Regions from separate parts of the Mus musculus genome. Here all the other regions are linked to region 1. Evidence: chromatin contacts called from public ChIA-PET, Hi-C, HiChIP or PLAC-seq and promoter capture Hi-C data. All regions are on one chromosome and are shown on one strand. The core of a region is the stretch at or near the end of the contact, and the rest is flanking DNA. Distances in the headings are between cores, read along the strand shown.

Evidence for each region. Promoter capture Hi-C pulls out the DNA fragments that hold promoters and counts their contacts. HiChIP or PLAC-seq counts read pairs in DNA pulled down with a chosen protein or histone mark. A called contact is a pair of places that touch in the nucleus more often than the background predicts. ChIA-PET counts read pairs in DNA pulled down with a chosen protein or histone mark.
Region 2: a contact with region 1 is called in an RNA polymerase II ChIA-PET map of memory CD8 T cells, with 41 read pairs. The contact joins the enhancer-like site here to the promoter of Elovl5 in region 1. A contact is called at or near these places in 4 of 39 promoter capture datasets (cranial neural crest, liver and pre-B cells), 1 of 484 Hi-C or Micro-C datasets (olfactory sensory neurons) and 2 of 115 datasets of contacts at active chromatin or transcription factors (memory CD8 T cells and pancreatic cancer cells).
Region 3: a contact with region 1 is called in a Hi-C map of pre-B cells, with 2.3 times the contacts expected there. The contact joins the enhancer-like site here to the promoter of Elovl5 in region 1. A contact is called at or near these places in 7 of 39 promoter capture datasets (the C10 cell line, cranial neural crest, erythroid cells and 3 more), 5 of 484 Hi-C or Micro-C datasets (CD4 T cells, CD8 T cells, the N1E-115 cell line and 2 more) and 2 of 115 datasets of contacts at active chromatin or transcription factors (microglia and pancreatic cancer cells).
Region 4: a contact with region 1 is called in a CTCF HiChIP or PLAC-seq map of CD8 T cells, with 7 read pairs. The contact joins the enhancer-like site here to the promoter of Elovl5 in region 1. A contact is called at or near these places in 6 of 39 promoter capture datasets (the C10 cell line, the HPC-7 cell line, embryonic stem cells and 3 more), 1 of 15 datasets of contacts at CTCF or cohesin (CD8 T cells), 3 of 484 Hi-C or Micro-C datasets (the G1E-ER4 cell line and granulocyte-monocyte progenitors), 7 of 115 datasets of contacts at active chromatin or transcription factors (CD8 T cells, bone marrow-derived macrophages, effector CD8 T cells and 2 more) and 2 of 9 other capture datasets (adipose tissue and liver).
Region 5: a contact with region 1 is called in a promoter capture Hi-C map of liver. The contact joins the promoter of Gcm1 here to the promoter of Elovl5 in region 1. A contact is called at or near these places in 9 of 39 promoter capture datasets (the C10 cell line, the HPC-7 cell line, embryonic stem cells and 5 more), 4 of 115 datasets of contacts at active chromatin or transcription factors (the SCID.adh cell line, bone marrow-derived macrophages and embryonic stem cells) and 3 of 9 other capture datasets (adipose tissue, macrophages and pancreatic islet).
Region 6: a promoter capture Hi-C map of liver shows a contact between it and region 1. The contact joins the enhancer-like site here to the promoter of Elovl5 in region 1. A contact is called at or near these places in 5 of 39 promoter capture datasets (the C10 cell line, cranial neural crest, embryonic stem cells and 2 more), 1 of 15 datasets of contacts at CTCF or cohesin (CD8 T cells), 4 of 115 datasets of contacts at active chromatin or transcription factors (the SCID.adh cell line, embryonic stem cells, pancreatic cancer cells and 1 more) and 2 of 9 other capture datasets (adipose tissue and liver).

The regions. Positions count from the first base shown.
Region 1 is chr9:77,915,630-77,919,159 of GRCm38.p6, reverse strand. It overlaps Elovl5 (ELOVL family member 5, elongation of long chain fatty acids (yeast)), which reads right to left and starts at 1,795. Exons shown (of 8, transcript NM_134255.3): 1 at 1,634-1,795.
Region 2 is chr9:77,669,648-77,673,177 of GRCm38.p6, reverse strand. No RefSeq gene overlaps it. Among named protein-coding and RNA genes, the nearest start is that of Klhl31, 35 kb to the right of the region's middle. Within about 2 kb of position 1,942, at least 12 of the 459 cell types and tissues checked have an H3K27ac peak or open chromatin away from gene starts, as enhancers often do. A contact at or near this core is called in memory CD8 T cells, where this site is marked.
Region 3 is chr9:77,735,485-77,739,014 of GRCm38.p6, reverse strand. No RefSeq gene overlaps it. Among named protein-coding and RNA genes, the nearest start is that of Gclc, 17 kb to the left of the region's middle. Within about 2 kb of position 1,789, at least 52 of the 459 cell types and tissues checked have an H3K27ac peak or open chromatin away from gene starts, as enhancers often do. A contact at or near this core is called in microglia and pre-B cells, where this site is marked.
Region 4 is chr9:78,072,539-78,076,068 of GRCm38.p6, reverse strand. No RefSeq gene overlaps it. Among named protein-coding and RNA genes, the nearest start is that of Gcm1, 22 kb to the right of the region's middle. Within about 2 kb of position 1,893, at least 27 of the 459 cell types and tissues checked have an H3K27ac peak or open chromatin away from gene starts, as enhancers often do. A contact at or near this core is called in CD8 T cells, the G1E-ER4 cell line, bone marrow-derived macrophages and 3 more, where this site is marked.
Region 5 is chr9:78,049,951-78,053,480 of GRCm38.p6, reverse strand. Gcm1 (glial cells missing homolog 1) reads right to left here and starts at 1,523. Exons shown (of 6, transcript NM_008103.3): 1 at 1,441-1,523.
Region 6 is chr9:77,780,403-77,783,932 of GRCm38.p6, reverse strand. It overlaps Gclc (glutamate-cysteine ligase, catalytic subunit), which reads right to left. Exons shown (of 16, transcript NM_010295.2): 5 at 2,791-2,849; 6 at 2,566-2,699. Among named protein-coding and RNA genes, the nearest start is that of Gclc, 28 kb to the right of the region's middle. Within about 2 kb of position 1,587, at least 36 of the 459 cell types and tissues checked have an H3K27ac peak or open chromatin away from gene starts, as enhancers often do. A contact at or near this core is called in liver and pancreatic cancer cells, where this site is marked.

The DNA of each region.
Region 1 (3,530 bases), core at 546-3,045:
ACAAGCAGTAATTAGCGGAACTGCTGGGGGAAAGAATTCTGTGAACAACAGGCATCCAAAGGCTAAGGCTCTGGCCAAGAGAAACACTGTTAATCCCAGGGAAGGAAAAGGAAACATTTATCAAACCACTATTTAGCAGACCCCCTGTTGGGTTCTTCCATTTACAGTCTCTTGAAACCACCTAATAAATAAATCAGTTACATGGGACCCGGCTGGCTGACAAGGAAACCGAGTCAAGTAAGAACTACTTACTAGTTACCTATTTTGAAAAACCCAACACCCATGTTTCCTATTCATGGTTAAGTTTACCCTCCATTCTGTGAAAGTATATAACATTCCTCCTTTCTGTCTTCAGTTCCAAACTGAAAGACAAAAAGAGAATAGAAAAGGAGATGGCCTATGGTGGATGTTCCTGGCACTGACGTTATCAGGAGAAAAATCTCAAAGGAAAGTAGCCCCCCCCCCTTTTTTTTTTTCAAGGTCAGAGCTTTCGCAGAGAAACCCGGCAGTACTGGGACTGACTAGATAAACGATGCACCTGTGCCCAGCCATAGATAAAATCTACGGTGTGCATTCGCATTCATCTAATGCAAAGCTGACTGTATCTGTAGATTTTTGACCCAAATGCTGTGGCCTGAGACTTTGCAAAAGCACAAAGACTTGCAAGTACAAACCAACAGGTTATAACTGCCAAGCGGTTAGAGGAACGAATTACAAAACCAACAGACAACACTGGCCCTCCTGTACAACTGTACAAAACACTTCCTGCCACCAGCCCTGACATTAAAAAAACAGAAAGACAGTCGAGGCTTGGGAGGAGGGCTGCTCGCTCCCCCACAATTTCTTATCAGACTTCTCCCCGGGTATCCTCCAGCTAGGGAGTCATGCGTTGCATTCTTTCAATCGCCCCCTCCCCTTACGAAAATTCATCCAATGCATCCTTCAAATTTGCAATCAAGGCGCCTGGAGATAAGCATAATGTAATCTAGAGCAGGGACGCCAAGTTCAAAGGTGCCGAAGGCTTCAAGATCGTCTAAAAAGAACTCTCTCTGGACCTTACTATCTCCACCTCAAGGATAGGGGAAGGGGAAGGCTTGCTGGCAAGCAAACAATAAAGGACACTTTCCCTAAAACTCTGAGCAGCGCACTTTATGGATTCGCAGACTCCAGGCCGTTACCCGCAGCTATGCGTCCGCGTCTCCACCCTCCCGGGGCAGGCTGGGCTGCAGATACCCGCTGGAGTGGTCGCGGGAAAGCGGGCGTCCCTGGCAGCAGCAAAGGAGAGGAAAGCAGGGAAAGGCCAGCGCGCGGCCCCAAAGCCCGGTACTGCACGGACCCACGCGGACTCCTCCTCGGCAGCCCTTACGGTCGCTCAGAGAAAGCTCGGAGGAAGATCCAAGCGCGCCGCCATCCTTCCCTGCGATCTCCGCGCCTGTCAGTGCGCCAAAGTGGCTGCCACCCACGAACAGGTGCGAAAGCATCCATCCCGGCGGAGCTCCGCTCGGCCCGCGCCCCGCGCTCGCCGGGCCACGGTGCCTGCCGCCCCCCGCCCAACCCGGACCTCACGGCGCCAGCAGCCTGGCCGCACCCCAGTGCCTTGGCACCCGCCAAGTTCCTGAAGCAGGCGGCTCACCTCTCTGCCTGAGCGGCTACGGGGAGCACCGGACGGCAGCAGGACCGCGCGAGCAGGAGGATGTGCAAGCGGGCGCGGGAACAGAAGCAAGCTGCAGCCGCGATGCAAGAGGAAGGCGCCCGGCAGCTTCAACCCCGGCGTGGGCTGACCGTGACGTCACAATGGCGCGGCCAGCCAATCCGAGCCCGGAGGCAGGATCAAGCGCTATGATGTCATGCGGCCTTGGAACCAATCCTGGGGCGATAGAACTTTCGTGATTGTAAATTCCAGAATCAGATGCGGTGAGCAGAGGAAGCCAGGGTTGGTCTCCTGTGGTTCACGTGTCTCGGGGCAGTTTTCTTGCTTCTTCCTAATAAGCCTGCGTGGGACGCAGAGTCTGCGCAATAGCCACAGTGAAGTTCTGGATGCCCTGAACTCTTTCCAACAGCCGGGGGGCAGGGGCAGGCTTGGCGGTGGTTTTTTTGTTTTTGTTTTTGTTTTGGCAGGTGCCCACCCACCTAACGGGTTTCGCCACCATTGTGAAGGGGACCCTTTTCATGGTTTTAGCAAGGGTTCTAAAACCTAGGTGGAGCTGCTGTTGCGCAAATTGAAGCAACAGAAATCACTCAGAACTTTGCAACCGTAATTCTAGGATAGGTTGATCACACACTATTGGGAGTTTTGATATTTCTACTCTACGAAATTATCAGTCTTGTAATGAAATACTGTAATGTCTTTCAGCTGGGCAAATTCAAAGACTTAAAAGGGACGCAGGTACAAACATAAGAGCCTTTCTAGTTTTCGCTGCTGTTTGATAAATCAAGGCCTACAACTCTTACTTCAAACGTTAGAAATGTAACCTTTTGTTGTGCCCCCTTTGCTTTACACCCACTGACACAACACAGCCAAGCAGTCATTCAGTGTAGAAACATTTTTTTTAAATTATAGTAAAATGTTTATTGTATATTCAGCAATGTTCCAGGACCCAGACCACTGTCATAGGAATACGAATATACAAACTATAAACATTAGATAATTTAAACATTCACAAATTGCTGTAGCAATAACAATTAGTTGCCATTCATTTCTATAAACACTGAGTAAGGACCGCCTTCCCCGCAACAGTGCTGAGTGCTAACCATAAGTGCATGTCTGTCTGTCTATACAGGAAGTGTCGTTCAAGTGGCATGTGAGTGGTCATCTGTGCAACCTGGCCTCCTAGCATTCACCGTGTTCATTGTAATTGTCTCGTAGCTTTCACATACCAGGGACCGCTAAGATCTGTAGGCAAGTAATGCACTAAATCTAGCTTGTTTCTCCCCTCAATGGCATTTACAAGGCTCGAGGCATCATCTGCGACAGTTCTTTGTAATCTGGAGTATGACAAGAAGTCCTAACCATTTTTTTTTTTTTTTTGAATGGGTGAAGCATGAACTCAGCGGTGCCATGTTTGATCCCTGTTTCAGCTCCACTTGCCATCCGTGTTCCTCCTGTTCAGGATTCTTAACTCTTCTCTAGGCTATTTACTAGCAAGGCATACTCTTCTCTTCCTAGGGTTCCCAGTGTGTAATTTACATATGCAATCAGAGGCAGGCGGGACCTTCCCTGACACAGCAGCTAAATTTACTCCACTCCACAAGGTGTGAAATGACCAGCCTCATAGCTACCCCCATTTTAGTATCTTTGAATTCAAGTGTAAATCTGCAAGAAACGCACAGAACTTGTATAACCTCCCATCTTAGCTATTTTTTTCCCAAATAAAAAATCCCTATTCAGTGCCAGGCTTACTAAGTGATGGAATGGAAGAGAAGTGCTTTGGGTACCATGAGAACTGGATTCTTGGCCTCAGGAACTATAAGAACCATGAGAAGCTATCCCTGCCATTTTACCTAGCATATGTGATTTGAGATAGTTCTTT
Region 2 (3,530 bases), core at 693-3,192, 250 kb after region 1:
CAGGTGAATATTGAAGCAGTTCTAGATGAACAGGGTACTCGTGAGCTCCTTGATGAACTGATTCTGCTCTGGACTGTGGTTTGAATGTGAAATGGCTTCCATGGGTTCCTGTGTTTGGACACTTGGTTCTCAGTTGGTGGTGCCATTCTGTGTAGAAAGAATGAATGGCTGTTGGAGATGGGTCACAGGAAGTAGGTCTTTGAAAGTTACAATGTAGCCCTGCTTCTGGCCTGAGATCTCTGTTCCTTGTCTTAGTTAGGGTTTCATGGCCGTGAAGAGACACTGTGACTAAGGCATGTTGACATGTGGGTCAATCTGTTGAAGGATATTTGCTCCCAGATGGAGCCGACATAGTCCTTTCCTTGGATATATTTTTCACACTGCCTTCAGTTTCTACCCTCAGGATACTGGATATTGTTGCCACCTCTATTTTCCTAACCTCTTTTGAAGGCAAACTTTTCATTGGGGCTGGCTTACAGTTTCAGAGGTCCAGTCCATTATCATTATGGTGGGAAGCATGGCAGTGTACAGGCAGGCATGGTGTTGGAGGAGCCAGAGTTCTTCATCTCTATTCAAAGGCAGCCAGGTGGAGACTGTCTTGTCCAGGCAGCCAAGAAGTCAGGGGGAGGCTCTGCTCCACATTGAGCAGAGATTGAGCACTCCACATAGCAGCCCATTACCATCTGTTACCCCAGGCTCAGGAGATCTGATTCTTTTATAAGAATGCTTCAAGCATGCATGTGATAAGAGACATACAAGCAGACAAAATATCCACACACAAAGGAGACCTCAAAGATTGCCTACATAGTGAGACACTTCCTCCAACAAGGCTACACCTATTCCAACAAGGCCACACCTCCTACTACTGCCACTTGCCATGGGCCAAGCATATTCAAACCACCATATTCCTCATCTGCCAAGCTGTGTGGCAAGCTACTGCTGCTATGGATTGAGATGCCTTGTTCTCCCCACTATGATGGGCTTGTAGCCTTCAAAACTGTGAGCCATAATAAGTCCTCCTTCTATTAAGTGTTTCTATCATGTACCTTATCACAGTGACAAAAAGGGTAACACAAAAGTCTTTGGAACAAATCAATAATGCTACACTTTAAAAACTCATTTTTTTGTGTGTGGATATTTTGTCTGCTAGTATGTCTCTTACACATGCATGCTTGAAGCATTCGTATAAAAGAATCAGATCTCCTGAGCCTGGGGTAACAGATGGTAATGGGCTGCTATGTGGAGTCTGGGCATACGACCTGGGTCACCTGGAAGGACAACCAGTGTTTTTAACCACTGAGCCATCTCTTTGGCCCCAGTGTCAAACTTTTGAACCTGTGATGAGTGGGTGATTGTGATGGTTTGAATTAGAATGTCCCTCACAGGCTCATATATTTGAATGCTTAGTCACTGGGGAGTGGTACTATTGGAAAGGGTTAGAAAGATTAGGAGGTGTGACCTTGTCGGAGGATATGTGTCATTGGGGGTGGGCTTTGAGGTTTCAAAAGCCCAAGTGTGGTTCAGTGTCATGCTCTCTTAGTCTGTAAGTCAGGATGTAGCTTTCAGTTACTACTCCAGTACCACCTTTGCCACCATGCTCCCTGCCATGATGATAATGGACTAGGCCTCTGAAACTGTGAGCCAGCCCCCTGTAAATGCTTTCTTTCATAAGAGTTGTCTTAGCCATGGTGTCTCTTCACAGCAATAGAATAGCAACTAATTAACCACAGTGGTGTTGCAGCTAGAGGGGTTTGAATAAGCAATGTCCCCCCATAGGCTCAATTATGTGAACACTTGGTCCCCAGCTGGTGGCACTGTTTGGAGGTGTTTGGAAAGCTTTGATAGCATTAGGTGTGTGACTGAAGGCTGGCTTTCAGAGTCTGTGCTTCACCCTCCATCCATTTTACTCTCTCTGCTTTCTGTGTGTGAACAGAGCTGTGGCCTCTCGGCTTCCTGTTTTGGTTACCTGTTGCCATGCTTCCTCTACCACTACAAGCTTTCTCTCTGGCACTGTAAGCCAAAATAAGCGCTTCCTTTTATAAGACACTTCGGTCATGGTGTTTTACCATAGCAGCAACAACAAAAAATAGCTAACATACTAGGTTCTGTTTTTTCTTTGTTTCTTTTCATCAGTGCTAATCTGTTTTCACCTTCTTTAGTTGCGTCTTTACGTGTGCATTTGAGAAGTTTTCAAATCTTTTAACTCCCCTTCCTTTTGGATCCCTTTAGTAAATGTGACTAAAAGAAGCCAATAATAGCCATGTCACAGAACAGACGCTTACATTCTTGGAATCTCCTGTTTACAGTAAGCTCCATCACTGTTTACAAATTCCTCCCACAACCACTTCCAAGGGTTTTTCCACATTTAGATATTCAGAAATGGCCTCACTATGTGTTAGCTTTACGTTATTATGATAACCTACCATAACTAACTTATAAAGAGAAAAGATTTCCTTTGTGTAACAGTTGGGAAGTTTCAGTACAAGACCATGCAGTCCCATCTGTTCGGGCCTCTGGTAAAGACAACCCACCATGGTGGGTGCTTGTGATGGGACAATTCCTGAAAGAAGCTGAGAGAGAGCTAGTCAGGGCCTTATAACCACCTCTACATACACTACATTGTTGAAACAGAGCTGGAGAGTGAGTCCCTAAGACAGTGGCCTTTGATAAGCTGGGAGGACAGGAAGAGAAAAAGGTACAGGCAGGTAGGGATTTCTTCTGCATTGAGCTTTAGAAACAGGGACTCAGTGGACTATTGGGAAAGATGAGTTTTACTGCTGATCATGTAGATACAATGTGTCCTTCCCTGTACTGGGTAGCTACTAGAATCATTCACTCTCTCTCATTCCTTTCTGTGTCCTGTGTACTTTGTGTAGGAAGGAATGTGAATTGGAGGCACACTTGGGAGTTCACGTTCTGATTTGTCTCTAGCTTCTTGGCTCCTTCGCCTTCTTCATTCTTCTGCGTGTCTAGGGTAACAAAGCGTGCCCAGGCTTTTTCTTCAAAGACGTTAGGAAATCAAAGACAGAACAAAGGTCGAGAAGAAATACAGTATGGAATTGTGAGGAGCTGCATATTTCTGATCTGTTCTTTTAATGCATAGTGGTAATTAATGTTGACTATAGGTAACTCAATGTAGAAATGTCATGGTCTTGACAAATGTATAGACTAGCTTTGTGTTTTCACAATGTTTTCCCATATATTGCTTAATTGTGTATTTGTAACCACTTGATGGAGTGAGTAACGTGATTGTAATTGAGAGTGATTCTTACAATTGCAGAAACTGAGGTCCAGACTCCAGACCATGTATTTAGCAATTTTGTTTATCAATTTTAGTTTTTCATTTCTCATTTTAGACTGCTTTCCAGGGACCACTGAAGAGGCAAATAGGAGTCAATTCTTACTTCACTTCTGCAAAGCTTCATACCATATTACGCTGAGTAATGTTGAATTTCCAGATCATTGTGGGAAGGATCTGGGGAAAAAAAATTGTATTTTTTTTCAATTACAAAATATAAAAGTAAAAACAA
Region 3 (3,530 bases), core at 540-3,039, 180 kb after region 1:
ATGAATCCAAACCTTGCTCCTTTTGTGGGGGAAAACTTTTTGCCACAGTAGGAGTGAATCTCTGTGTTTTCTACAGAATATTTCAAACACCAAAGAATACAGATTTTAGTCAGCCATGGAAGCTTCTTTCAAATAGAAGGCATCCTGGGACACGCACACATGAAATCTTAACAAATTTAGAAAAGTTGAAATAACTCGGTGTATCCTTTCTGACCATAATAAATCAACATCAAACAAATCTCCAATAAGTACAAAAACTCAAGGAGGTTAACCAAATCATTTGCATTTTCTTTAAGATAAATCCACTCTTTGCTTCGATAATGTTCCCTGAACAAAGGGACAAATATCCTGTCTATTCTTCTTTGTTGAACATTATTGAATAATTTTCTTCATCAAGCCCATAGCATATATGAACAGAGAAATGGGTAGACCTCTGTTCCTATGAGATTTGATTTTAGAGTTGAAATTTAACAAACCACTTTGGTAAGAATGAAAAATGTAACTACTTCCTGTACCTCAAGGATCAGAGGTAGTTTGTGGCTTCCTCCACTGGACAACTGGAAAGAAGGATCCTAGGAGAGGCGTTGAAGCTTGGTGAAGGGATGAAAAGTGGTGGGCAGAGCTGCAGGGTTGGATGAGGTGGACAGAGCTGAGGAGATGGCTGTGGTGGGAAGACAGCTCTGGTAGGAAGAGCTGCGGGGATGGGTGTGACTGGAGAGAGAAAATTATTTCCAGGGGGAGAATTGTGCTTAGAAAGACTGGATGAAGGAGAATGGTAAGACTGAAACAGTAAGCAATTCAAACCAGAGACCATGTAAGCATGCAAGTCGCATCTGGGATGAGGGTGGCGATCTGCTTGTGTCATTGAGTGGCACAGCTAACATTTGCTGAGTGGTGCACAAGTGAACGGGAAGAAGTCAGTGTGTCAAACGTGTCAGGACATTTGAAAGACCTTGGGGCTAAATAAAATCAGGGTATCTGATGTGTGATCCCAAGGGAGTAGAGACCCATGGGTTGAGAACCGCTGCTCTAAGAGAGAAGCCACTGGGCCTGTCTGTAAGAGATATTCTCCATCAGGTGATTTGTAGAGGGAAGACCCATCCTAAACACACGCAGTACTTCCCCATGGCAGCCAGATAAAGGAAGGCACTTCTCTTTCCCCCTGCTTGTTTCTCCATGTCATTGGTGAGTTCTACTCTCTTGCAGACACTACTTGCTACATTCTTTCACTGATAGCAGAACCCAGCATCTTCAGGCTTCAGTATCAACTGAAGACCAGTGGCTCTGAAGGAGTCCTACATGCCTTCAGGGCTGGGTTCTAATGATGCAGGCTCAGGAAATGCATGGCAGTGGGATTCTCAGCTTTTCCAGACATTAGTAGACTGCTCGGACTGTGTCACAGAAGCCGCCGTAAGAAATCTATTTTTATTTGGTATTCACTCTGTCAGTTCACTCCCTCTAGAGAAGCCTGACACATCCACCAACAGCCCGTTCCTTCTGGTTCCTCTTTTACTGTCTCCATTCAAGAGAAGACAGGAAAGGGGTAGAAGCTGAGGTCAGCATGGAGGTGAACTCTGAGGGTGTGAGCCAGAAGACTGTCTGATGTTTATATGTGGGCTTCTACTTTTAGAAGTCTGGTCAGGGATGCTCTCTTGAGTGGGCTAGGACTACCTGACCAGGATGAGAGAAAAGAGTGGAATTTGAATCTAGGAAATTTTAGAAAGGCTATAATGGAAAGCAGAATTTAAAAAAAATTTTTTTTAAATTGTTGTGTATGAATGTTTTGCCTGACTGCTGGCATGCCCATGCACATGTATGTGCCTGGTGCCCACGGGATCAAAAGAGAGCTTCAGACACCTTGGAACTAAAAGCTACTATGTGAGTACTAGGCATTGAATCTGTTTCCTGTGAGAGAGCAGTCAATGCTCTTAACCATCAAGCTATGAAAGCCAAAATGTTTTAAAATCAATTTATTATTATTTTATAATAATAATAATAATTTTTGTTTGGAGTTTCTCTATGTAGCCCTGGCTATCCTGGAACTCACGCTGTAGAACAGATCAGCCTAAAACTCAGAGAGCCACCTGCCTCTGCCTTCCAAATGCTGGCATTAAAGGTGTGTGCAACCATGCCAAGCTGAAAGCCAGAAACTGGCTATGAGCAAAAGGAAGGGAACATGAGTTTTAATTCAACAAGCTACTTTTTAGGTCCCTAGTCAAGTTCTTCACTCACTGAAGATTCGCCTTTCCTTTCCAGGTTCCTTCCCCACCAGATAGAAGCAACAGAAAGAGGGTAGGGGGGCTGATTTCTATCTTGAGAGGGACACTTATGGAGGTTCAAATAGGAATAGTTCCATAGATCCATGTGTTTGAATGCTTGGCCATAGGAAGTACAACCTTGTTGGAGTAGGTGTTGCTTTGTTGGAGGAAGTGCGTCACTGTGTGGGGCGGGCTTTGAGGTCTTATATATGCTCAAACTCTGACCAGTTGTAGCACAGTCTCCTGCCAACGGCAGATCAAGATGAAGGACTCTCAGCTTTTCCAGCACTGTGTCTAACTGCATGCCGCCGTGCTTCTCACCATGGTGATAATATTCTAAACCTTAGTAACTGTAAGCCAGCCCCACTTAAATGTCTTCCTTTAGAAGAGTGGTCATGGTTGTCTCTTCACTGCAATAGAAACCCTAACTAAAATAGCACTGTTTGGTTTTGGACTCCGGGACAAGGGACTGGGGTGCATATTTTACACACCAAAGCAGACCTGGCCTCAAGGTTCTCCCAGCATCCCTCAGTTCCTACCTGGCATACCCTCACCCAACCCTGAACTCCGAAGACCAGAGGCTGGGCTACCCTTCTAGGAGAGGCTCTCTCTAATCCAGACATTTCTCTCTGTCTCTCTCTCTCTCTCTCCCCCTCTCTCTCTCTCTCTCTCTCCCTCTCCCTTTCCTCTCCTCTCCTCCTATCGCTCTCTGCGTGTGCATGCCCCTTTCTCTCTTACTCTCCCGTCCCCTTTCTCGACAGTGACTTCACTGGCCTTGGTCCTTGGGGCCAGTGAACTTGTCTGCCCAAGAGCAGCTTCCCAATAAACCCGCCTTTAATATAGTCTAATCTGGCTTAAATTGGCTCATTTTGTACCTATCAAGCACTTCTTGTTTTGTTGTGGTGGACATTCCCTGTCCCCAGAACTAATGAAAACCCCAAACCAAAAATAAATCAGCTGTGCAGAGAATTGAGAGCCCCAAAGCAACACCAAGGCAACCAGTTAACTTCTTACAGGGACCAAGGTGAGAAACCTGGCCTAGAAAGTACCTTAACGGATGGAAATTTTCCGAGGATGTGACTGAGATGTCAATCATATGATTACTCCCAAAATGGGAAACGAAGGGTACAGGGGAATACCAGAAACCGCCAATGCTGGGAAGTGAGAAAGCTAGCAGACAGGGAAAGAGACATGAAGACTCTTCTCCTATGGTCCCTTGATAGCCATGACAACAAATGAGCGTCTGGGAAGATGACTCCCGAAACAAGAGAA
Region 4 (3,530 bases), core at 644-3,143, 160 kb before region 1:
GTTCATGGAGCGATAAACAAGACTGATAAAACTCAGCCAAACCAGGGCTGGAGAGATGACTCAGCGGTTAAGAGCACTGATTGCTCTTCCAGAGGTCCTGAGTTCAATCCCCAGCAACCACATGGTAGCTCACAACCATCTGTAATGGGATCCAAGGCACTCTTCTGGCGTGTCCAAAGATGGCTACAGTATACTCACATGCATGAAATAAATAGAAAAATGTTTAAAAAAAACAAACAAACAAATCTCAGCCAAACTGATCAAAAGAGAGAAGATCCAAATAAATAAATTTAGACTTTAAAAGATAGGAATTACAACAATAAAAATGAAGTTCATATAATCATGAGGAGGATATACCTTAAAACTTATCGTCCACTAAGCCAGGAGATTGGTGACTTTCTCGGTGCATATAATCTACTAAAGTTAAACCAGGATGAGATAAAAAAAAAATTAAACAAACATCAAAATTGAAGCAAAATAAATCCAAGTCTAGGTGGATTCACTATAATCCTCGAAGAAGAATTAACCCTGACCCTCCTCACACCTATCCATAAAATAGAAAAAGAAGGAACACCTCCAAATGTATTTTGCAAAGCTGGCATTACCATGAAAAACCAGAGGCATGATCTGTAACTGACCACGCCTGTGGTGGCGGACACAGGAGAGCAGGGATTCTGGGAGGGTGATAATGATTAATAATAATAATAATATAATGATAGCAACAACAACAATAATCTCCAAGGAATTAAAAGTCAGTCTTGTTGGTTCTTAAAGGAAGTGACATCTTCAGTAAGTGTAGAAAATTGCCCAGATCTCTATGACAGACTTTACTTCAGAATAATAAATAAATAAATAAATAAATAAATAAATAAATAAGAAGGGCCCAGACTTTCCTCCCTAATGAAGCCTAATGAAAACCTGCTTGTACTAACCTATTCTTTCCCATTCAGAAGCTTATCACAGTAGATCTTAATTGTTTGATTAATTAGAGTCAGAAGTGAAATTGTGCCAGGCACAGTAGGAAGAGATTAAGTAGATGGTGGAGTGGTGGAACAGAAGGAAGAGCGAATAGGAGGTGGAGAAACAGAAGACGAGGAAAAAGAGCTGAGTAGTTTATGTGCTGTGAAGAGAGACAGAATTGGAAACAACAGCAGAATATCAGAAGAGTCCAGGTGGGAATCCAGTATTGATATAGCATACTAGAAGCCAGGGGCCTCGAAACAGACCAATGACTCATTGCAATGAACATTTGCAAGTAAAGATGTGTGGACAAAAGGGAATACCGTGTGACATACTGTGACACACTACAGCTTCCACAAGATTTTTTTTTCTTTTGTGGGGGAGGTTACAAGGGCAGAAGGCAGACGTGATGATGGGACAGGAAAATGAGTAGGATTGGGGTTCATGATGTGAAATTCACAAATAATCAATAAAACATTAAAAAAGATTTATCCACAGGCCTTTGTTAAGACCTAATTAGGTATACCTTTTAAATTATAGGTTTTTTTTTAAAGATTTATTTATTTATTTATTATATGTAAGTACACTGTAGCTGTCTTTAGACACACCAGAAGAGGGTGTCAGATCTCATTACGGATGGTTGTGAGCCACCATGTGGTTTCTGGGATTTGAACTCAGGACCTTCGGAAGAGCAGTCAGTGCTCTTAACCGCTGAGCCATCTCTCCAGTCCTTAAATTATGTTTCTAAAATGAAAAATAATTAAATCACTTTCCATTTCCCTTTCCTCTCTTCAACACCTCCCTCCACTGCGCCTTTACTCTCCATTTGGTAGCCTCTTTCTCTTTGACTATTATTGTTACATACATATCTTTGTGGTGTGTGTGTGTGTGTGTGTGTGTGTGTGCGCGCGCGCGCGGTTGAACAGCCTGTTGATCCTGGAAACAAGCCTCCACAGCTGATTCATCACAAAGCCGACCACTGCCTGCACTCAGCCCCTTCTGCAAACAGAGCTGAGAAAATTGGACACACACCCGCAGAAGACAAAAACCTAACCCTTGCCTCTCATCCTTGCAAAATTTAAGCCTAAAAGTAAGGATTCAAACTCTGAAATTTCTAGAAGGAAGTGCTGGGGGAGATTCTTCAAGATAGTCCTACGTTCAGTGACTTCCTGGGTGAAACCCGCAAAAGCCCAGGAAACAGAAGCGTAAAAATGACAGTATTAAATGAAACCAAAAAGCTCTGAATGGCCCAGAAAACAGGAGTGATGGTGTGATCTTCACACCAGGAGGAAATGGTTGCAGGCTATTCGTTTGACAGGGAGTTAATATACAGAAAATGCACAGCACTCAAAAAAAATGTTAAAAATAAGCAAGTGATCTATAATGTTTAAAAGAGGAAATCAGCTGGGTGGTGGTGGCCTACGCCTTTAATCCTAGCACTTGGGAAGCAGAGGCAGGTGGATTTCTGAGTTTGAGGCCAGCCTGGTCTACAAAGTGAGTTCCAGGACTGCACAGAGAAACCCTGTCTTGAAAAACAACAACAATAACAAAAAAAAAAAAAAAACCAAACCAAAAAAAAAAAAAAAGAGGAAATCAAGGGGCTGGAGAGATGGCTCAGTGGTTAAGAGCTGTCTGCTCTCCCAGAGGGCTCAGTTCAATTCCCAAGGCCCACAAGGCAGCTCACAACTCTCTGTAAGTCCACTTCCAGAGCATCTGACACCCTCACACAGACATACTCGTGTGTAAAACACCAATGCGCATTTAAAAACAAGCAAACCAACCCTGTAACAAAAGAAGAAATAGAAATGGCCTAAAATATATGAATTTTCTCACTATGAATATGCATCGCAGAAGTGCAGTGAGATACCACCTCGCATCAGTTTGAAAGGCTGTCTTCAGAGTCCGTCATGGGGACATTTATCTGTAATCCTCAGTTTAGGAGGCTGAGATAGGAGGTTCACAAGTTTGAGGCCAGCCTGGGCTCTCTAGTGAGACACTGTTTAAAATCAACTAATCCCATCATTAAATGCAAAAGGAGATGGGGGAAAGGAACTCAAGATGAACTGCTGACTGCAAGTAAGTACAGCACAAGAGAGAGCAATACGCAAGCTCCTCACGGTTCTGGCTACATTCTGTCGCTGGGATAAAACGCTGACTGAGGGCAACTAAAAGGAGGAGAGCATCTGTCTCATCTGTCACTTTCAGGTCACAGTCCATCTCTGGGAGAAGTCAGGGCCAGAAATCAAAGGCCGAACCCAATAGCAAGACTGATTGCTATCCTAGGGTACATTACCTCTGACTGGGGAACTCACAGCCAAGGCAGTACATCAGAAACCATGGAGGAAGGGTCCCTGTGGCTCCCTCACATGCTTAACTAGGTTTCTTACGCAACCCAGGCAGGATGACCTGTCTGGGGAATGGTACTGCTCACAGTGGGCTGAGACCTCCTACATCAATTGACAATCAAGACCAACCTTCACAGACACACACTCAGACCATCCTCAAGTGAGATTCCCTCCCAGGTAATGCGAAGTTGACAGTCAAAGCTAACCAGGACACTCATAAAACTG
Region 5 (3,530 bases), core at 274-2,773, 130 kb before region 1:
GATCATTAGCTCAGTCCCATGTGCACATTAAAGCTTAAGACTTGGAAACAAGGGGCTGCTGGGGAGATAGATGGCTCAGCAGTTAAGAACACTGACTGTTCTTCCAGAGGTCCAGAGTTCAATTCCCAGCAACCACATGGTGGCTCACAACCATCTGTAATGGGATCTGATGCCCTCTTCTGGTGTGCCTGAAGATAGCAACAATGTACATATATATACATAAAATAAATAAATCTTTTTTTTTTCTAAAGAAGCAACAAAGTAATACAATACAGAAAGAATCCATCTATTACCTGTCTGCTGGAAATAGCAATTTCATTGACATTTTTGCAAGTACCAACTGCCAATAAAAAAATCTGCAGAAGCCACTAGCACTTGCTACAGTAGACTTTAGGGTTTCAATACTCTGGTCCCTACTTTTATCCTCAGGTATATTTCCATCCTCATTGCTAGATCTGGGTTATAAGAGCCTTAGGAGCCATTATTACCTGGAACCACCTAGTTCTACCAAAAATATGTAAATTTGCATAAAAAGACACAGCTAGCTTAGGACTATGCCCATAGCACTTTAGATTAACTAATATTTTTATAGATAAATCCCATGAACTGTTCATCACCTTTGTAAGATCAGCCCCCTTCCCCCAAACCACGAAGTCCAGTCCCCTCCGCAAACACTGCCATTCAAGACTAAATGTGCGAGAGGCTCTTCTCAGTCTGTCTTAGCTTTGTTTCTGGGCTGAGGTGTTTGTGGCGCTGAGGATGGACGCCGGGGCTTGCACTGAACCACCGAGGTGCTACCACCGGCCCCTCATCGGTAACTTCTAAGTAAATCTCTATGTTTAGGAAACAATTATTGAGCTGCTTGGAAAAAGATGGTTGCCACCTCAGTTCAGAGACCGCTCACATGACAAGTAGAGAAGTAGTGAATAGTAAAAGTCATCGTCTGTCACAGCCCTAACTCTGCTAGCCCAAACTTGTAATTAGAATGGTTATGACCCACAGCGCACTTCACACAAAACAGAACAGATTAAAAAAAAAAAAAGTTGGAAAACAAGATTTATACTGTCTAAACCTAAAAATGCTGTTCTTAGACAAGGCTAGATACTTGATTTTAAATTAAGAGCAGAGGAATAAAGATTTTACTCCCCAAAAGTACAATAATTTTAAAAACTTTAAAGAGACTTTTCTCCAACACATACTTTTATGAAGTGAGGATTAATTTAGTATTTCCCTAAAAACTAAGAACAAGACATTGGGGAAAACCTGCTTTATCCCGTCAGTAAGTAAACTCAATCTTTCCCCAGGATTAAAATAAAGGTCTAAATTTTTCAAGACTTCCTTTTATTTCAGAGTTGTGACCAAGGCGTGTTCAGCTTCCATCATTTTTACAGACCATGACCTAGAACAAATAAAGCCTGTGGCCATGGCTACACAACTCACCCTGTCCGCCTTCAGTGCTCCCGAGTCTGTCCTTCTTGTCAGCTTCTTGTCCAGGTGTCATACAAGTGTCAGCTCTGGCTCAGGTCCTGCAAGTTCTGTTCATTTCTAAGTGGTCGCTGTTCCCTAACCCAGGTCAGGGTACACTATGCTAATGACTCTGGCAACTGTCCAATCAAAATCAAGATGCTTTCAGCCAGGGACAGGTAGGAGCAGCCCAGCTCTTCTCAGGGTGCTAGCCATGTGATGAATATTCTATGGTGTGCCTCTGAACTTTCCCCTCCTTAATGCTAAGAGGACATCTAACTTAAAAGGATATTGAGGGAAAAACAAAACAAAACAAAACTCTGAAAAGAAATACAGATTTTTTTTTCCTGATAGTTTTATAGATTGAATCCAAGAGCGACTGTTTTACAGTAGATGCGTTTTATCCTCTGTGTGTGTGAGCGAGAAGGCAGACAGGGAGACTCATGGCAGTGCAAACACCGAGGGGGGGGGGGGATGGAAATTACTGAGATAGTTTTTAGACAGCTAGCAGCCCTAAACCAGAAACACTGAAAGCCATCTCTAATTCTAAGTGTATCAAACCTGACAACGAATGCAATTCTTCAAGCCCAGCTCCTCTGCGGAATCCCAGGTAGTCTGCTGGGCTTCGGAGATATAACGGAGAATCAAAGACATCAAGAAGTTCTGTGTAGTTCAGGGTGGCAGGGCAGAGCTCTAACTCCAGGGAGTGTCTCTGCAAATTCAAGGCTAGCCTGAGCTAAACAGCAAACCCCCCCCCACCTCCCCCAAGGTCTTTTTTCATTTCCATATCTAAATCTGACCCATCTTTTAGGAATTCTAACAGACCCATCCAATATCTTCCAATACTGTTCTGAAACACGTGACTTCTCTTTTCGATGATATTTCAGAACCCTTAACCGTATCACTAACAGTAACTGTTTTTCTAATCACAAAATAAAATCAAAATCTGTTGTCTTGTTTATCATTGTGGCTAATCCATAGTGCAATCTTTCAGTAGATATCTAAGACTGTATTTTGGTCACATAGCTTCAAACTCTTGCTTTTTTTTTTTTCTGCATGTACCAAATGTAGATATTTTTTGCTTAATTTGTGGGATTGCCTCCTCTCGTTGATGTGGATCTGACCTGGCTTGCCAGCTGCTCTGAGTCGAAGGGTTTTTTTTTTCCCCCTCCTTTCCTTCACAGGAAACTCCTGCTGGGTTCCAGCTGCAGCACCAGGGCTATGCCTGTCCCAAGGACAGGTTCTACCCAGTGAGCTCCATGCCCTAAGGCTGAGGTCTCAACTTGCCAAATCCTCACTTCTGCTACTGGCTCTGTGAATTCTTTGCTTTTGTTTATTGATTGGTTTCTTAGTTTTTTGAGATGGGAGTGACCTCCTATAGACCAGGCTGACCTCAGAATTACTATGTAGCAGAAGGTCACTTGAAATTCCTGGTCTTCCTTCCTCTTTCTCCCAACTGTTATCAACTTCCTTTGACTGAATTCTTACAATGAATCAGAGGCCACGCTGGGCATTTCCCTAAATTACGCTTGATGCGCATAGTCTTTCTGTCACTCCTACTCCTTCTCCCCAGGCATGCCCACCACACTCAGCTAGGAACGATTCTAACATGAGAAATAAAACTGTACAGTCAAGCATCACAGACAACCGATGCTGGATTGGGTCTGTGGTCTTTGTCTCCGCCTCCGTGCAAGTAGAAGTCTCTGTGTCCTTTTTCCATTTGTTGCTTCCTCCCTGGACAAGGACCCTGCCTAGGAAATGTGGATAGAACCACCTGTGGAGTAGCTGACCTTACCTGCTAATGCTTCTCTTACCCACCCCCGAATTCCCTTCAGTCTGCCACCAGTCTGTTGGGATCTTTCTGGCTGATTTCATGAGTATAATAGTAATGCTTTAGGCATTGGAGGTGAGATAACTTTTATTGGTGTGGGACCGTCTCATGTACTGACTCCCTAGATATTACATTCTGGCAACATCCCCTCTCTGTGGCATTCATAACCCAGGCATCGGTCATGTTTGAAACTGTCAAAGAAAGCAAACAGGAGAGTCATATTATACTGCCCTTT
Region 6 (3,530 bases), core at 338-2,837, 140 kb after region 1:
GATTCCCTAGAACCCCCACCAAAAGCTGGGTGTGGTGTATGTGTTTATAGTCGTGGGGCCAGAGAGGCAAAGACAGGCAGATTTCTAGGGCTCGTTAGCTCTAGGCCAATGAGTGACCCTTATGGACAGTGCTTGAGGAACGGCAGCTGAGGTTGGCCTCTGGTCTCTGCATGCATGTGCACACTTTATGGAGTAAGGATTCAGTGTGGAATGGAGCAGGATAGGCAGAGTACTGCTCACTGTCTGTGGTCCTATCACCAGGATTCTGTCTTGATGTTTTCTGTCCCAAGAATGTGGGGCAGTGTTTATTACCTATTTACTAAATTGACAGAAGGTCATGAAGGAAAGAGGATGCTGAGATGTAAGACAGTCACGTGTTTCTGGGTGTTGTGACGCAGACAGAGTCTGTTGGACATGTGTTTCTTAGATCTATGTCTGTCCTGTGACTGTTAGGCATGTTCCTGTGCATTACTCTTTAGTTTTGCAAAGATACTGCAGTGACAACTTTTCTAGGATGGTGTCTTTCCTTGGTAGCTTGGGACAGAGTAGGATTCGTAGGTACATCCTGAAAAACCCAGCTTTAGAAAACTCTATGAAGAGGAGGGACTGGGATTTCCAAGTTGCAGTGTAACAACAGTTATCGTAAGTAGATTTCCTAACTGCCTTCCTGTCTCTAGAGCCGAAACACTCTGCGCATCAAGTCAAGCGGAACGCCACGCTAAACGGTGACTTTCATAAACAGTGACTTTGGTGGGGAAAGCAAAACCAAGGAGCTCTGACCCCTGACAAAGGCATAGCACGGGAAGGCTGGCTTCTGTTGCCCTCCTAAGAGATCCCACGGGAGGAGACGTCACTAGGACACTGACAGGAGGGAAGGAGGACCTGTGAAACACGGAGATGAGAAACCAAACCCGACACTTACCTAGAATCTGGTTTTGAAACCACATAATTCTCTTAAGTAGAAAAAAGGAGGAGGAAAAAAAATCCATAGCAGGCCATGGCCTTTTTCTGAAGTGTAAAGATTTACTTCTCTGAGATGGTCTGGATATGGAACCCACACTGGCCTGAGCTCACACTCCCTCTGTAGCACTGGGATGCCAGGCAAGCACTATAGCACTCAGCAAGCTCACAAACTTGGAGGAGTTTTGTTTTGTCCAGTTAAGTCTACTATTAACTAAAAAAGTACTTACCATTTCTTTTTGTGCTTTTCTATAATAAATACTTCTTTCAGGTCCCAGTCAGAAGATATAAGGCAGGGACTTTTGTAGCTACTTCTGAGTTCATCTCATTGTGTCACTACAACCTTTTGAAGTGGGATACTGTAACTGGTTATGTTGGGGGAAGTACTAAACTCATACCTTAAATAGATTAGACAACTGTGTCTTTACATGAAAATGCTTGTCCCCACCAGTAGGACTCACTTATTTGCATAAATCAAGTGTCTCAAGCGAGACTGTCACTTTGTGCAACCCTGAAAGACCCTGGTTCAATATTAAGCCAAGGAAGGGCTGGGTTCCAAGAACACTCCCAGAATACTGAAGCCACACATTTTAAGTGCTGCAGCTTAATGATTAATTCCAGAAATGTTTGTACTTAAGATAAGAAAGCGGGTAACACAGTCAAAAGTCAGCCTTGTTTTAAATGATGTGTGACCGTTCTTAAGGGAACATTCTGGCGTCTGTTTGGAGGCTACATATCTGATTCTACTTAAATATGCAAAGGAAACAAAATACCTTTTCATGCTATAGAAACATGTAGCATGGGAAAGTCTGACTTGGGTATTAAATCTAAATTATCTGTACTTTCAAAAATAACAGTTGGGAGGCTAATGTGACAACTGTGTGTACAGCTGCAGCCCTAAGAAAAGAATGCTGAGTTTTGTGCCCTTTGTGCTGTGGCTACAGTCAGTTTAACTAAGTAAGCCAGCTCAGCATGGAGGCAGCAAGGGCAGAGACGACCACGGGCCTGTGTGGGCTGGGAGACTGCACTCCCCACTCTGCTCCTGAGGGAGCCTGGTGCAGTCACTGTTGGAGGCCATCAGTTATTTGATTAGTCCCAGCAAAAATTTTAACTGTTCGAACAGAGAAATACTATTGTATCTCTAGTGTAATTTAGCCAGGGGCAAGGCAAAGACTGTTAAATATTTATTCCTTTTAAACCACGAGGTAGCTTTGCACAAGAATAAAAATTTAAATGCCAAACAACCTTTGCCCTTGGATCATAAAGTCACTGGATTCTCTCACCAGAGGTCATTTTCAGAAATAGAGATCTGAGCCTTGTATAATATCCTCAAAGGCTGTCACTAGATGGCGGTAAAAAATCAGGCATCTAAAAAGGGCATTCACCAACATCTGTTTACCAATAGATACCAAGTTTAGTAACAACCACACACCTCTGTGGTAAACTGTGAATTTTCAGTCAAAAGACAGCTACAAAAGACTTTACTAAAGCAACATCATTTTTCAGAAGGTAAGCTATCTTTCGAATCAGATTAGAAGGTGACTTTAAACCAGACACATGCATAGTGAAGAGGACATTTAAGTCTCCATACAACACAGGCAATACCTGGAGACAGCAGTTGCCCATCCCGAATCCCATGGCATCCATGTAGATATGGTCTGGCTGAGAAGCCTTTGATGCCTCCGCATCTTCTGGAAATGTTTCTACAAATGGAGATGGTGTATTCTTGTCCTTGAATACTGCATTATTAATGAAAAGAAGAGGAGCTGAGAATCAAGGCTGCCGGTTGGACTATGCTGCCCCAGCCCCAGCCCAGCCCCACCCACTTACTTGGCACATTGATGACAACCTTTTCTCCTCTCCGATGCCGGATGTTTCTTGTTAGAGTACTACAGCAAGCAAACAAAAGGACAGGTCACCCAACAACTGCCACATTAGAATCTGAGCACATCGAACTGAATGGAACTGAATCCTACCGCAAACTAAAAATCCGAGACTGGCTCATGGCACGTGACATGCTACCCTAAGGGTTTCCTGAAAGGGGACTGGTGAGCAGCAGTTCCTGCGCTCTGCCTGGGGACCACCCCTTCTTGCTCACCTAGTCAGCACAGGTGTTCATGGCAACCACAGTCCAGCTAATTCTAACATTACTCATGAAAATTCCAATGATTTTAGTCAAATTTAAGAACTTAGGTTTTGGTTATCACTGAAGTCTCAAAATCACTTGCTTCAGCCCCCGATCCAAAACACAGACTGATTCTTACCTGATGCGCACATTATGGCCACCGACACTTGCAGTCACTGGTCCTAATTCAAACTCACAATTTTAACAGCACAAAGAGAGGAAAAAAAATTCCTCTCAGATTTTTGAACTGACTCTAAATTGCAGCAACACTTTAGATAGATGAGGTTTGATAAATTATGAAACCAAGGTTCACTTATTTTATGTTATATGACTCCTGCTTTGATCCCTCAGTCAGGACACGAGGACCTCCTGTGCTGGCCTTTCCCGTGAGGGATTCTGGGTAGCTTTTATAATCATCATGATCCATCTTTGCAGCAGCTCAGTG